2 separate regions of the Mus musculus genome follow, and region 2 is linked to region 1. The links are chromatin contacts, called in public HiChIP or PLAC-seq maps. All regions are on one chromosome and are shown on one strand. The core of a region is the stretch at or near the end of the contact, and the rest is flanking DNA. Distances in the headings are between cores, read along the strand shown. Region 1 has its middle 300 kb from the start of Gm32431. Region 2 has its middle 310 kb from the start of Gm29686.

Evidence for each region. HiChIP or PLAC-seq counts read pairs in DNA pulled down with a chosen protein or histone mark.
Region 2: a contact with region 1 is called in a RAD21 HiChIP or PLAC-seq map of pro-B cells, with 10 times the contacts expected there. The contact joins two enhancer-like sites. A contact is called at or near these places in 2 of 15 datasets of contacts at CTCF or cohesin (CD8 T cells and pro-B cells), 1 of 484 Hi-C or Micro-C datasets (bone marrow-derived macrophages) and 1 of 115 datasets of contacts at active chromatin or transcription factors (CD8 T cells).

What each region holds. Positions count from the first base shown.
Region 1 is chr16:51,348,839-51,354,914 of GRCm38.p6, reverse strand. No RefSeq gene overlaps it. Among named protein-coding and RNA genes, the nearest start is that of Gm32431, 300 kb to the right of the region's middle. Within about 2 kb of position 2,599, at least 33 of the 459 cell types and tissues checked have an H3K27ac peak or open chromatin away from gene starts, as enhancers often do. A contact at or near this core is called in pro-B cells, where this site is marked.
Region 2 is chr16:51,673,595-51,679,464 of GRCm38.p6, reverse strand. No RefSeq gene overlaps it. Among named protein-coding and RNA genes, the nearest start is that of Gm29686, 310 kb to the left of the region's middle. Within about 2 kb of position 3,299, at least 36 of the 459 cell types and tissues checked have an H3K27ac peak or open chromatin away from gene starts, as enhancers often do. A contact at or near this core is called in pro-B cells, where this site is marked.

The sequences.
Region 1 (6,076 bases), core at 1,350-3,849:
CACTGATGCAGTTCAATTATACTTCCTGATTTTTGCAGCATAAACTCTGAATTCTCTTTTCTACAGCTCCAGTGTGAGATGGCCATCAGAAACTTAAGTATAGGTGTCATACAGGGCACTGAATCAAGGAATTTAGAGTTAAGAAAAGTGATAAAATGCAGGTTGGAGCTTGGATATCAATGTAAAAGTGAATCTTAGAGCTAGAAGGTGCTCATTTCAGAAGACAAATGTACAATAAACCCAGCTGATGTTCGTTAATTCTTATGTGCATGGCATTTATCTAAACACACTTCGCATGTATAAGATGGGAGTTTACAGACTGCCTCTGCTTCTAAGACTTGCTAGGAAACCTCACAGAACTCAGCACATGGCCATCTTTATGGTTATGATTCATTGCAAATAAAGGATGCAAAACAAAGCTGGCAAAGGAAAAGGTCACAGAGGGCATCATCTAGCAGGTGTGTCGAACTCTTTGACACTACAACATGGTGCTATTGTCTACAAAGTTTATACTTAAGAAGATTGCAACCAAGTAACAATGAATATGCAAAAGAATCACACAAAGTTCTAATTTCATAAATTTATATTGGGCCATACTGATGGCTATCCATATCCTCCCCTACCAGGGAAAACAGGGGAGGGCAGCCTCTCCCAGGAGAGTGACAGAATGGGCTTAATTATCTCATCAGTGAGTTGCAAGTGAGAGAGTTGCAGTGATAGCAAGTGAGATGTTGGCATCTGGGGTCTAATTACTAGATATCCGGTATTGAAAGCTTTTCCTGGAGCTGGGCAGGGTTGGGGCATGCATCGGCAACTTCTACTCAGCTTCTACATGTTATCCAGCCATGCTGTGTTTGCAGCTGAGATCATGCTGTCTTCACTAATAGTATAGGCACATGAGGTGGTGGGAATGGTCCCTGCATGCAAGTTCCTGAATACTGACAGGAGTCTGTAGATAGACCCATCTATGGATGAGAGAGACTGTGTCTGGGATGTTAACTAATTTTAGTATGCTTTAAATAATTTGGTATGACTCCAAAAAAAATCTCTCAATGAGGTCCAATTTTTTTTCCCAATGAGGAAAAGGAGGAAAAACTCACTCAGCTGCCAAAAGATAAATTTAGAAATTTCCAGCATCCAATATGGTTCTTGTGCAGAAACTTGAAGAGCTTCCGACAGGAGCATCTCCAGGAAAAACAGAGTCGTGGGGTAAAAGAATCAAGCCTTGGGAAAACCCACATTTATTGATAAGGAGACAATCTCTTACACATACTTACCTTTGCCCCCTCCCCCATTTTGTTTGTTTGTTTGTTTGTTTTTTGTTTTTTGTTTTCCTTTTGACAGGGTTTCTCTGAGTGGCCTTAGATATCCTGGAACTTGCTCTGTGAACCAGACTGGCCTCATACTAACAGAGATCCACCTGCCTCTGCTTCCCAAGTGCTGGGATCAAAGGCATGTGCCACCAGCAACAGCTACACTTAACTTACTTTAATCTGAACTGCTCTTTCTCTATCTTGTAGTTTATAATAATAGCTACGTTTTCTTTATAAATTGCTACTACTTCTCCTAAGTGGCACTGTGGCATTTCTTCCCTGGGATGTTTCTCTCCATACCTCTGTTGCAATCTGCCTCTTACTCGTTTTAAGTTTTCTTTTATTTGTGCATCAGCATCACTCTCCAAGCTGCCAGCTGCTGAAAGGCTGAATGAGCATCTTTCCCCATGCTCTAGCATCAGCACCTCACTCAGTCTCCAAGGTACAGCAGTTGCTCAAGAAATGCAAGAGCCAGGAAGAGGAGCAGAGGAGGAGATAGAGAGAGGAGGACAGGAAAAAGGGACACAAAGAGAAAGGGAGAAGAAAATTCAATTGAGGAAAAGTAAAATAAGGCAAAAATAATGCTTTTGGTGAATGTATATAAACATCCCTGCAACGTAAGGCACCTATGAGCTCCTAGGATTGTAAAGATTTAAATCTTAAGAGTGTGCATATTTAATTTGCCTTTGTCTACCATGTGCTATACAAATGACTCCATAAATTCTGCTTTGCATTTACACATGTACCTGAAAACAGGTGTGTGTAGTATCCTAGATAATGTTCTATTACTCTTTCCACTGAAGTCTGTTGTGGCCTAACTAAAATTTAACATTGCCTAAAAGGAAAACGAGAAGAACATTTTTAAGGGAAAGTATGTTTATTTTTGATAAAAATCTTTATTTTTAATATTTTTTTCATACTGAGTTTTGTTTTTAATTTTTTGGAAGGAATTAGGTATGGAAATCTTGAGAATTTAATATTATGTATCTGAGACAGTTTTATTTCAATAATACATGATTGTTAACTATACTAGGAGGAGAAATGTGTGTCTAAACTGATTTTCAACCATTCAGTCTCAAGATTCTCATGAGAATCCAGATGAACTGTGGGTGAGAATATTCACCAGGACTTGCCTAGAAACCATGGCAGAGCTGTCGCAACTAGGCATCTGGCCAGGGTGGGGAGGCCCACCACTATGTGGTCCATATGAAGTGGTACATAATAAAGACTCTTCGTCAGGCTGCAGTGAATGAGACCCCATGGAAAGCTGGCAGAGTCAGCCAACCACAGCTCCACAGTTCTCCTGTGCTCACAGATGTTTCCTGCCTTCTGCACCACACGCAGCCTACACTGAAGCCTCTGTGTTTTCTTGTAAATGCATCTGCTGTGGTTGGATCCCGTTCCAGGGTCAATTTCTTCATCATTAAAAAATGAAGCCATGAAGAATTTGTTAGAGGGAACATGGAATATAATTTAATGACTATATATGTCTCTACTGATAGATTGGTTTTGTTTAGTTTTATTTTTGAGATATTGTTCTTATTATGGATAAATTGATTTCACCTAACTGTCAGGAAGACAGAAACTAGAACAGTCTCTATGAAAGTGGGATGGATTCTTTATCCATCCATTGCTAGGCTTAAGTTTCAAACTTAGGAAACGTGTGCCAGACATCTGCTGTCACACTAAACTTCCTGTTCATTTTAGAGAATTTGCTCTGTTTGAGATCTCATTACTTGTTTACCGTCCATTATTGGAGAGTATAAACAAAGTCAGAGCTTCCTCAGATTAGTACTCTGCCATTGTAACATGAGCAACAGCTTTTGACTTCCCAAAGTGCTATATCTAATTGATTTAAAAATCAGAAAGAAATCTAAGATACTGCCTTAGTTACATAGCTACATTGCTATGATAAAACACCAAGACCAAGATAACTTATAAAATGAAGAATTTAATTAGGCTTACCATTTAAGAGGGTTAGAATTCATGATGGAGGAATTAAGGCATCACAACAGGAAAGACTGATAGCTCATATCAAAATCACAAGCAGGAAGCAGGGAATAACCCCTCCTCCAGCAAGGCCACCCCTCCTTATTCTTCCCATACGGTTCTACCAACTAGGGAACAAGTTAAGCTTATGATTCTAGAGTGAGTAGCCATTGTCATTCAAACCTCCACAGGCTCCGTTACAACCTCATCCAACTACTGAAAAAGATAGGGTTCCTGAGTTCTACCTGCTTTGGAAAGCATACACTGCCACATCATAGTCCTTGTCTGTGCTATGTATTTCCTAGTGGCCAAACATGCTTTCATAGAGTGTAACTGCCATTTTTCTGTTCCATGTCCTCAATAATATTTTTTAAAATATATTTCATTACATTTATTAAGTTCTGTTACAGTCAGGATATGGGTGCCATCTTGTGATCCCTCTCTGTTAAAGGATCTCTTTTCTTCATCTGTATGCTCATTTAGATTAATTCGAAGCCCCCACCTTTGATAGAGTCTCTCGGTTTCCTCAAAAGTTGAGTTTAATACTTGCCATGATCTTTGTGGCAGAGAATGCTACTGGTTATTCACTCTATGTTAAATATACATGAAAGACAGAGGAAGGCTTGCATCAGGTGTTTTAAGCTCAATTAGTCTTAAGAGGGCTTAGACCTCAAATTGGGTCCATGGGTAACCTAGGAGATATTCTGAATTTTGTTCTTTTTAAGTTTTGAAGACAGAGATCTTTCACATAAAGCTCAATAATTCAGGTTTTTTTTTCCTAAAAAGAGAATAATCAGTGTAGTCCCATGTTCTCACACTTTACCCGAACACTTGGGCTGGTTTTTCTTGCCTTCTTTAAGACTATGCAGCCACTCCTCTTGCCATCTTCTTTGTGACTGTTTCCAAGCTAAACTCTACCATCTACTGTCACAACCAGACATCTGTGTCCTTCCCATTACTTTGAGTCCTTAACTGGAAGGCTCAAACTTCAGTTCACGGGCCTTTAAAATTGCTGAAGCTACAATATTATTTATTCAACCGAAATGGCTACTGTGGGTTCTCCTCCCGGATCCCTGACTTCATTAGCCCAGGGTATTTGACTAGGTTTCCAGTATTAGGCATGATTTCTCTCCTTCTGAGTAGTCTTGAGTACACCATATAACCAAGCTGTACCACTACTTGGCATAAGCCATCCCATTTGTTATTAAAAACAGAAAGAAAAGCATAGCTATGCAAAAGAAATGAAAAGGAAATTAAGAGGAGAGGGGTGCTACATAATTCTTCCTTTCATTGTTCTGTGGCTTGTTAGACATGGCTTCCAACTGGAGGTCTCTTGGAACAGGAGGATTGCTGTTTTCTAGTCAGAAAAGGCAAATCTCATAGATTATGTAATATGATATAAACATATATTGATCATATTTATTGGAATCATGTTTGTCTGTAGGGAAGGACTCTGAAGCCCAAAGTAAGTGAATTTGTGGGATGAAATTCCTGCTGCTTTAAAGATAGCACGCATCCACTTTGCACACTCACGGTTTCTTAGCACATTTTAAGAGGAGCTAATGATTCTTTCTCGAGGATGCTCATTTTGGCCTCTTTAGCTGTGAAAATCAGAGGAAAATGCTTTGCACTGTAGCCACCTGATTTGTTTTTACCTTTCACTGAAAGAGAATTGTCAGACCTGGTGCAGGCACTACTGACAGAAAACTAAGGAAAATGTTGTCCTCCATAAGGAAAATGTCTGTAGGATGTCCATCACCAGTCTGTGAGGCAAGATGGTGATACAGGGATCCAGAAAGAAAAACAATAACAAAGCAGACAGTGCTCTGTGTTCCTTTTTTCAGAATTTATTTTTATATTTTATTAGTGTGTATATGTGTGTGTGTGTGTGTGTGTGTGTGTGTGTGTGTGTGTGTGTGTACAAGCACAAGTTTATGCAGCTGCCCACTGAGGCCAGAAGAGATCAGAGTCCCTGTAATTGGAGTTTCACGTGGCTGTAAGCCTCTGAATTTGGGTGCTGGGAGCTGAATCCCAGTCCCAGAAAAGAACAGCAAGTGCTCTTTACCACTGAGTGTCTCTCCAGTCCTTCCTGATTTCTTCAGTTGTCTAAACACAGCAGTCCACAGTATTCATTTATTACTGAGGGTGATTCACTGATCGTACAACGAAAGGAGAAAGTTACCAGTTTCCTCCTGACTTATAGCCTTCACTCTGTGTTTTAAGATTCACTCCCTACTCCTCATCATAAGCTTGCAATTTAAGCTGCCAGGAGGACAAGTAGTTAACTAGAAGTAAGGCTTCTTAAACGTATTTCCTCGTGAATATTTCTGGGAAAAATGTTAACAAACACAATAAAAGGTCAAGAGGCCACAGTAGGTCCTCTAGCTGCCCATAAATAAATAGATTCCAAACAGACGCTTCTTGCCAATGAGTAGGTAGCAAGTGTAAGCCCTTCCTCCAGGCTGCCAAGCATGAGAATATCAATGATATGGACAACAACGCAGGCGCAGTGTCTGTGACTCTCTGATTTTCATGAACCCCTGCCCCCCGCAGACAACCATTGGTACTTAGTGCCTTCTACATGGGATTTGAGGTTTAAATTCTAAACAATGAACGTGTAATATAACTCATTAAATATATTTATTTGTTTTTATCTTTCTACAATCATCTGAATACTCTTGAAAGTATCTCCCCTTGTTTCCAAAAATAGCCTTCGAAGTCCCACTTGAGGTAAAGGTGAGTTAGTAAGGAGACTCAGAAGTCTTCCATACACT
Region 2 (5,870 bases), core at 2,050-4,549, 320 kb before region 1:
ATTACAGAAGATAGTATTAGAGACCATATTGGATATACAGTAAGAAGTCTCTAAAAGATGATTGTATTAGCATGAGTAGCAGGGGATGGCTCAGAGGGCTAAACATGTGCACCAAAATATGACTAAATATGACATACTGAGTTTGATCCTCAGAATAATCAAAGAGAGACCTGAATATTGCAAGGTGCCCTCTGACTTCTACATGCTTGCTGTGGCACACACATGCATGCACACACACACACACACACACACACACACACAGAGAAATATAATAAAAATGTGAGAAAGATCACATGTGTTTTCATGTATGACTCTGAGTTAAAATTAGAGACAGCCCCTCATAGAGGTCAGCAATGACATTTCCTGATTCAATTTTTATAACATATTTTATTTCTGCAATTAAAACCTATTGCACAAAAAATGTACAGGATAGCGAACTTCTCCCAGCAGTCGTCTGACAATGTGCATTGTTTTTAGGAGAAATCATTGTTCTTTTAAGGAATAGTAGTGACATTATCATATGATAAAAAAAAAAAAGAGTGATATCTTCGTGTAAAGAATGATCTGCTGTTGCTTTTACTGAAATCGTTTTAAGTGTGCCAGGCATTTATGCTAATGACGTCATGGAGTATGGCTTTCATAGCTCATGATTTCTATACCCTTTGTAAGTTGAGTCGCCATGACATATAACCTACCTACTTTATGGGAAATTCTGCTAGATTTCATAGAAGTCCTTGAAGTTAGACACACTTAGGAAAACATCCTTGAGTGCATTGTATATTACAGTATGAATGAGCAATTACATACGGACTGATCCTATTATGTTGAGTTGATGTAGTTCTCAGTAGAAACTGAGTCCCTGGCTGACAGTCCCATCATACTTGACCTTAACATTATGCCAGACTGTCTCTCACCATTTGAAGTATGGCATGAGAAATTATGATCATTCTTACTGTATAAGACATTAATAATTTATAATAAAGTATGTTCATTATAATTTGAGAGGAAATATAAACACACACACACTTAATTCTATGGTTTTATAAAACGTCAGTGAGCCAGCATCTGTAATTTTAAGTTTAGTTGGTGGTTTCAGGTGTGAAACTATAACTTTGTAGTTTCAGGAGATTTGACATATATAAACATTATTAATTTTGATTTTAAAATTTATCCCTAGAGGCTTGGCACATGGTTCAGTGGATAAGAACATTTTCTGTGTAAACATGAGGTCGTGAGTTTGGATCTCCTCCATTCATGTGACAGTAAACAACACCATCAAAGCTTTGAGTGGCTGTGCATGCCTGTGGCTCTGGCATTGGAGGGTTTGTGTGTGTGTGTGTGTGTGTGTGTGTGTGTGTGTGTGTGTGTCTGTGTGTCTGTGTCTCTGTGTGTGTGTCTGTGTGTGTGTGTGTGTGTGTATACGGCAGAAGGATCTCTAGCTTACTGACTCCATACCTGCATGAAAAATAGCTGTAGGTTAATGAGAAACATTGTGTCAAGTGAAAAAGGTAGAGAGTGATAGAGAAGAACATCACAAAGTCCTTCTACAACCGCTACATGTGTGCTACATGTGCTACATGTGTGGCATTGGCATGTGCTACATGTGTGGCGTTGGTGTTTATGCACATAAAAAGAAATGCTATATACGTGAAAACATCACACATACACACATCAAATACCACCACCTAAGCAAGGGGAATAAACAATTTCAGTGTCTCTTGGTTGTTCTACATCTCATAGCAGTCCAAACGTCCTTTAGTATGCTATACATTTGGCATGGGTACACACCCTGCACATCAGAATGCCCTTAGTGTCAGATCTATTTCTGATTATTTATAGGAAATGCTATTGGTACCCTTTTTACTCTCTTATCCCTATAGGGCTTCCCCCATTCAGCATGTCTGCTTCTCTCTGTGTGTGTCAGTTTTATGTGGGTTTCTCCTTGGTTATTCCATGTAAAGAGGAGGTGGGCCACATTCCAGCTTCCTTTCTCCTTAGTGAGACCACCTTGTTCTTCGACATACTGTCATAAAAGGATTTCCTGTGCCTAGCTCCCAATGAATAGGATTATCCCATTAATTTACTCCTTTCTCCTCCTCCTCCAGGTACTTCTCTGTTGGACTCCTATATTCCCTCAATGTATTTCATTTCCAAAGAAAAGACTGAAAATATTTTTTGTCTCAGGGTTTTATTGATGTGATAAAACACCATGACCAAAGGCAACTTTCAACTTCTAGTTTCACATCAGTCCTTGATGGAGGCCAGGGCAGGAACTCAAAGCTAAAACTGAAGCAGAAGGAAGAGTGATGTACATTGGCTTGCTCAGTGTGTGTGCTTACACCATGCCAGGCATTCTGCACAGTAGTGACACCACTTAGAGTGAGTGGCCCTCTCACACTGGTCATCAATTCAGAGACTATCCCCACCTACTTATGTATAAGCTAATCCTATGGAGGCATTTCCTCAATTAAGATTCCCTCTTCTTAGATATGTTTGTCTGTGTCAAGTTCACAGATAAATATCCAGGACACTATTCTAGGAAGCTGCTTTTGCAGTTGCTCAATTGAGAAGGTCACAAATACTAAAATGTGGAGCTTTTAGAACAAAATTGCAAGAGAGAATAAAAGTCTTAAGTGGCCAAACTCAGTGCAAACAGAATGTACAAAGCTTTACTATTGTTCTTTCATTACTGTTTTTATTAGGACTTATATTCTCCTACTACTCTATTTTGATGTAGCCTGTTATTCAGGAAGAAGATGAGGATGGTACCTGTAGATAATGGATACATCACTGGACAGCTGCTTGGGGTCTCAAATTCTAAACATCAATCTTATGATTTATATAATGGGTTTTATAAATAATTTGCCAATATCACAGGCGTTGTGAGAGAGAGATATTTTGATTTTGTTGTTGTTTTTAGGAGGCAAGTTCAAGTACAAAGTTTACTGTGGAGCTTTCTTTGCATCTTGAATTTCCTTGTGTGTTTGGTAACTTTACCTAGCATCCATTAGTTCATAGGTTGAAACTTGGGCCTTCAACTTTATGTCAATGACTTCTAGTCTGCTATGAATGCACTAGAGATTGCCAGTTAACAATCACTGGTTGCTAACTGTGGTACCCAAAGAAAATCACAGTTGGTACCTTCCTCATGGGGGTCTGTGCACCCAGTAAGAGCTCCAGCTGTAGATACCCCGACAAAGAAGCCTGTTTAAACCAGTATTCTAATACCTAATCAATCAGAAAGTTCAAAGCATACAGTCCTCCCACTTAAGAGTGTCGGGGGAGGGCTGTTACTGCACCATCTCAGAGCCGGAAATTCTTGCTTCCTCTACAAGCAGCCATCTGGATCCACTATTACTAAAGGACACAGATCCAATTACAAACATGTATTTGTGAAGGAAACTTACAGTATCTTTGAAAGGAGTCTCTCGTACTTGAAGTCAAGGTCTGCTGAAGTTTACCTGTTAGAAATCAACTTAGGTTAAAAAAAAAGAGAGAGAGAGAGATACCTCAAGATAGAAAGAAAGTGAGAATAAAGGAGAAATGCAAATAAAATAGATCTCTTGGCTTTTTTCCTTATTCAAACTCTTAAATCTATTGAGAATGTTGGAAATTTTTCTTTGCTTACAGCATCCCCTTTCTTTCCTTCTTTCTCTCTCTCTCTCTCTTTCTTTCTTTCTTTCTTTCTTTCTTTCTTTCTTTCTTTCTTTCTTTCTTTCTTTCTTTCTCCTCTTCCCTCCCTCCCTCCCTCCCTCCCTCCCTCCCTCCCTCCCTCCCTCCCTCCCTTCCTTCCTTCCTTCCTTCTTTCTTTTCTTTCTGTCTTTCTTTCTTATTTTTTATTCGATATTTTCTTCATTTACATTTAAAATGTTATCCCCCTTTCCTAGTTTCCTCTCTGAACGTCTCCTATACCCTCCCCCTGACCAAAGTCCCCAACGTACCCACTCCCGCATCCTGGCCCTGGCATTCCCCTGTACTGGGGCATATAATCTTCGCAAGACCAAGGGCTTCTCCTCCCATTGATGGCCAAAGGAAATGACTGTAGCATGTAATCTTTCATAACAGAGAAAATGATCAAACTCAGGTTAGAAAGCAAGGAAAAGATGAAAGCTTTGAAAGACTTAGAACTTTGCTGACGTACAGACTGAGGCTGGGAAAGGCTAAGAGGCAGGAAGTGCTGTTGCTATTGCTTCTGAGGTTGTATTTCATAGTTTCCACTTTGGTTAACTGGAAGGAAACTGGGTGATTGGGGGTAGTTGTGTTATCGATCACATCAGTTTTCTGCTTTGTTTCTATTTTTTTCTTAAAGCATTACTCTTTTCTATGCAGGAAGGTCTAGGAATCATTAACCTACCATATTGTATGCCACAATCAAATGCTTTGCTACAAAGATGGGGAATATTGAAATTGGCACTGGTGGATGTCATCCTTAAGTCACAGAGGGAGTTGTAAATGTAGTCTTAGAGATCAGACGTTCAGAGGAAACCAAATATCATCTATGATCCTTGTTTCTAGACTCAGAGTTGCTCCACTACGAGGATTCTCATAGCACATTTGCATAAATACACAATTTTTCATAGAGAGGTTTACCATTTTTAAAATACATACAACCCGACTGATTTGATTTTCAAAAAGTGCTTCCATCAAGATTATTTTTTAAAAAAACAAAACAAAAGAAGAACTGACACTTGCGATGTAGGTCCTGTGATGTCCTGTCACTGGACAGGACACTGAATCAATCAGCTCCTGTCTGCATGAAGTTCATGGTCAGTGCTATGACCTGGACATGCAGATGAAGATGAATTCCATCACATCTGAGGGATACCAGCCCCCAAAACTCTCAACGAACTGTTCTCAATGGATTTACCTTTGTCTTATGTGAGGTTTTCAAGCTTGCTGAGGACTGAGCTATTACGAAATATTGAATAGATGTTTAATAAATATTTCTAGATTAGTATATATCAGACTGATAACTCTAATTCAGTGCAACTCACATTAATACTAAGGAAACCTGCTTGTCAGTGAGCCAGAAATGACAGCTACCTAGGCTAATATAAAACCTCAATGTCAGTCCTATGAACTCAGTATAAAAGTAATCTCATGGATTTCTGCCCAGTATTATTAGATCAGTGAAAAGAAAAGTTTGTGGCATCTGAAAGAAACAGTCCCTACTTTACAGACATGCTATGTAAAGAACAAACATCTATAGTCATTCTGAAGATAGCAACATGAAGAAAGCTTCAGCGTTTTTTTTTTTTTTAATTGGATATTTTATTTATTTACATTTCAAATGTTATCCCCTCTCCGGGTTTCCATCTGCAACCCTCCTATTCCATCCCCCTTTACCCTGCTTCTCTGAGGGTGCTCCCCAACTCACCTACCCACTCCTGCCTCACTGCCCTAGCATTTCTCTACATTAGGGCGTCGAGCCTTCACAGAACCAGGGCCTCCCCTCCCATTGTTGCCAGATAAGGCCTCTTCAACTCCTTCAGTCCTTTCCCTAATCCCTCCATTGGGGTCCCTGTGCTTAGTCTGATGTTTGTCTGTGAGCTTCCACATCTGTATTGGTCAGCATCTGGCAGAGCCTCCAGTGTATTTAAGGTCATCAATTGATATTTTAAACACACAATTGAAAAAAGGCCTTACCATACTGCTCAGCAAGTAGAGGTACTAGTGACACAGGCCTGATGACTTGAATTCAATCCGCAGATCATAGAGTGGATCATAGAGTGGAGAGAACTCTCTCTCTCTCTCTCTCTCCCTCTCTCTCTCTCTCTCTCTCATACACACACAAACACACACACACAAATATTTATATATGCACACTCACATACACATAAAATAAAATTATTTATAAATTTATAAAGTTT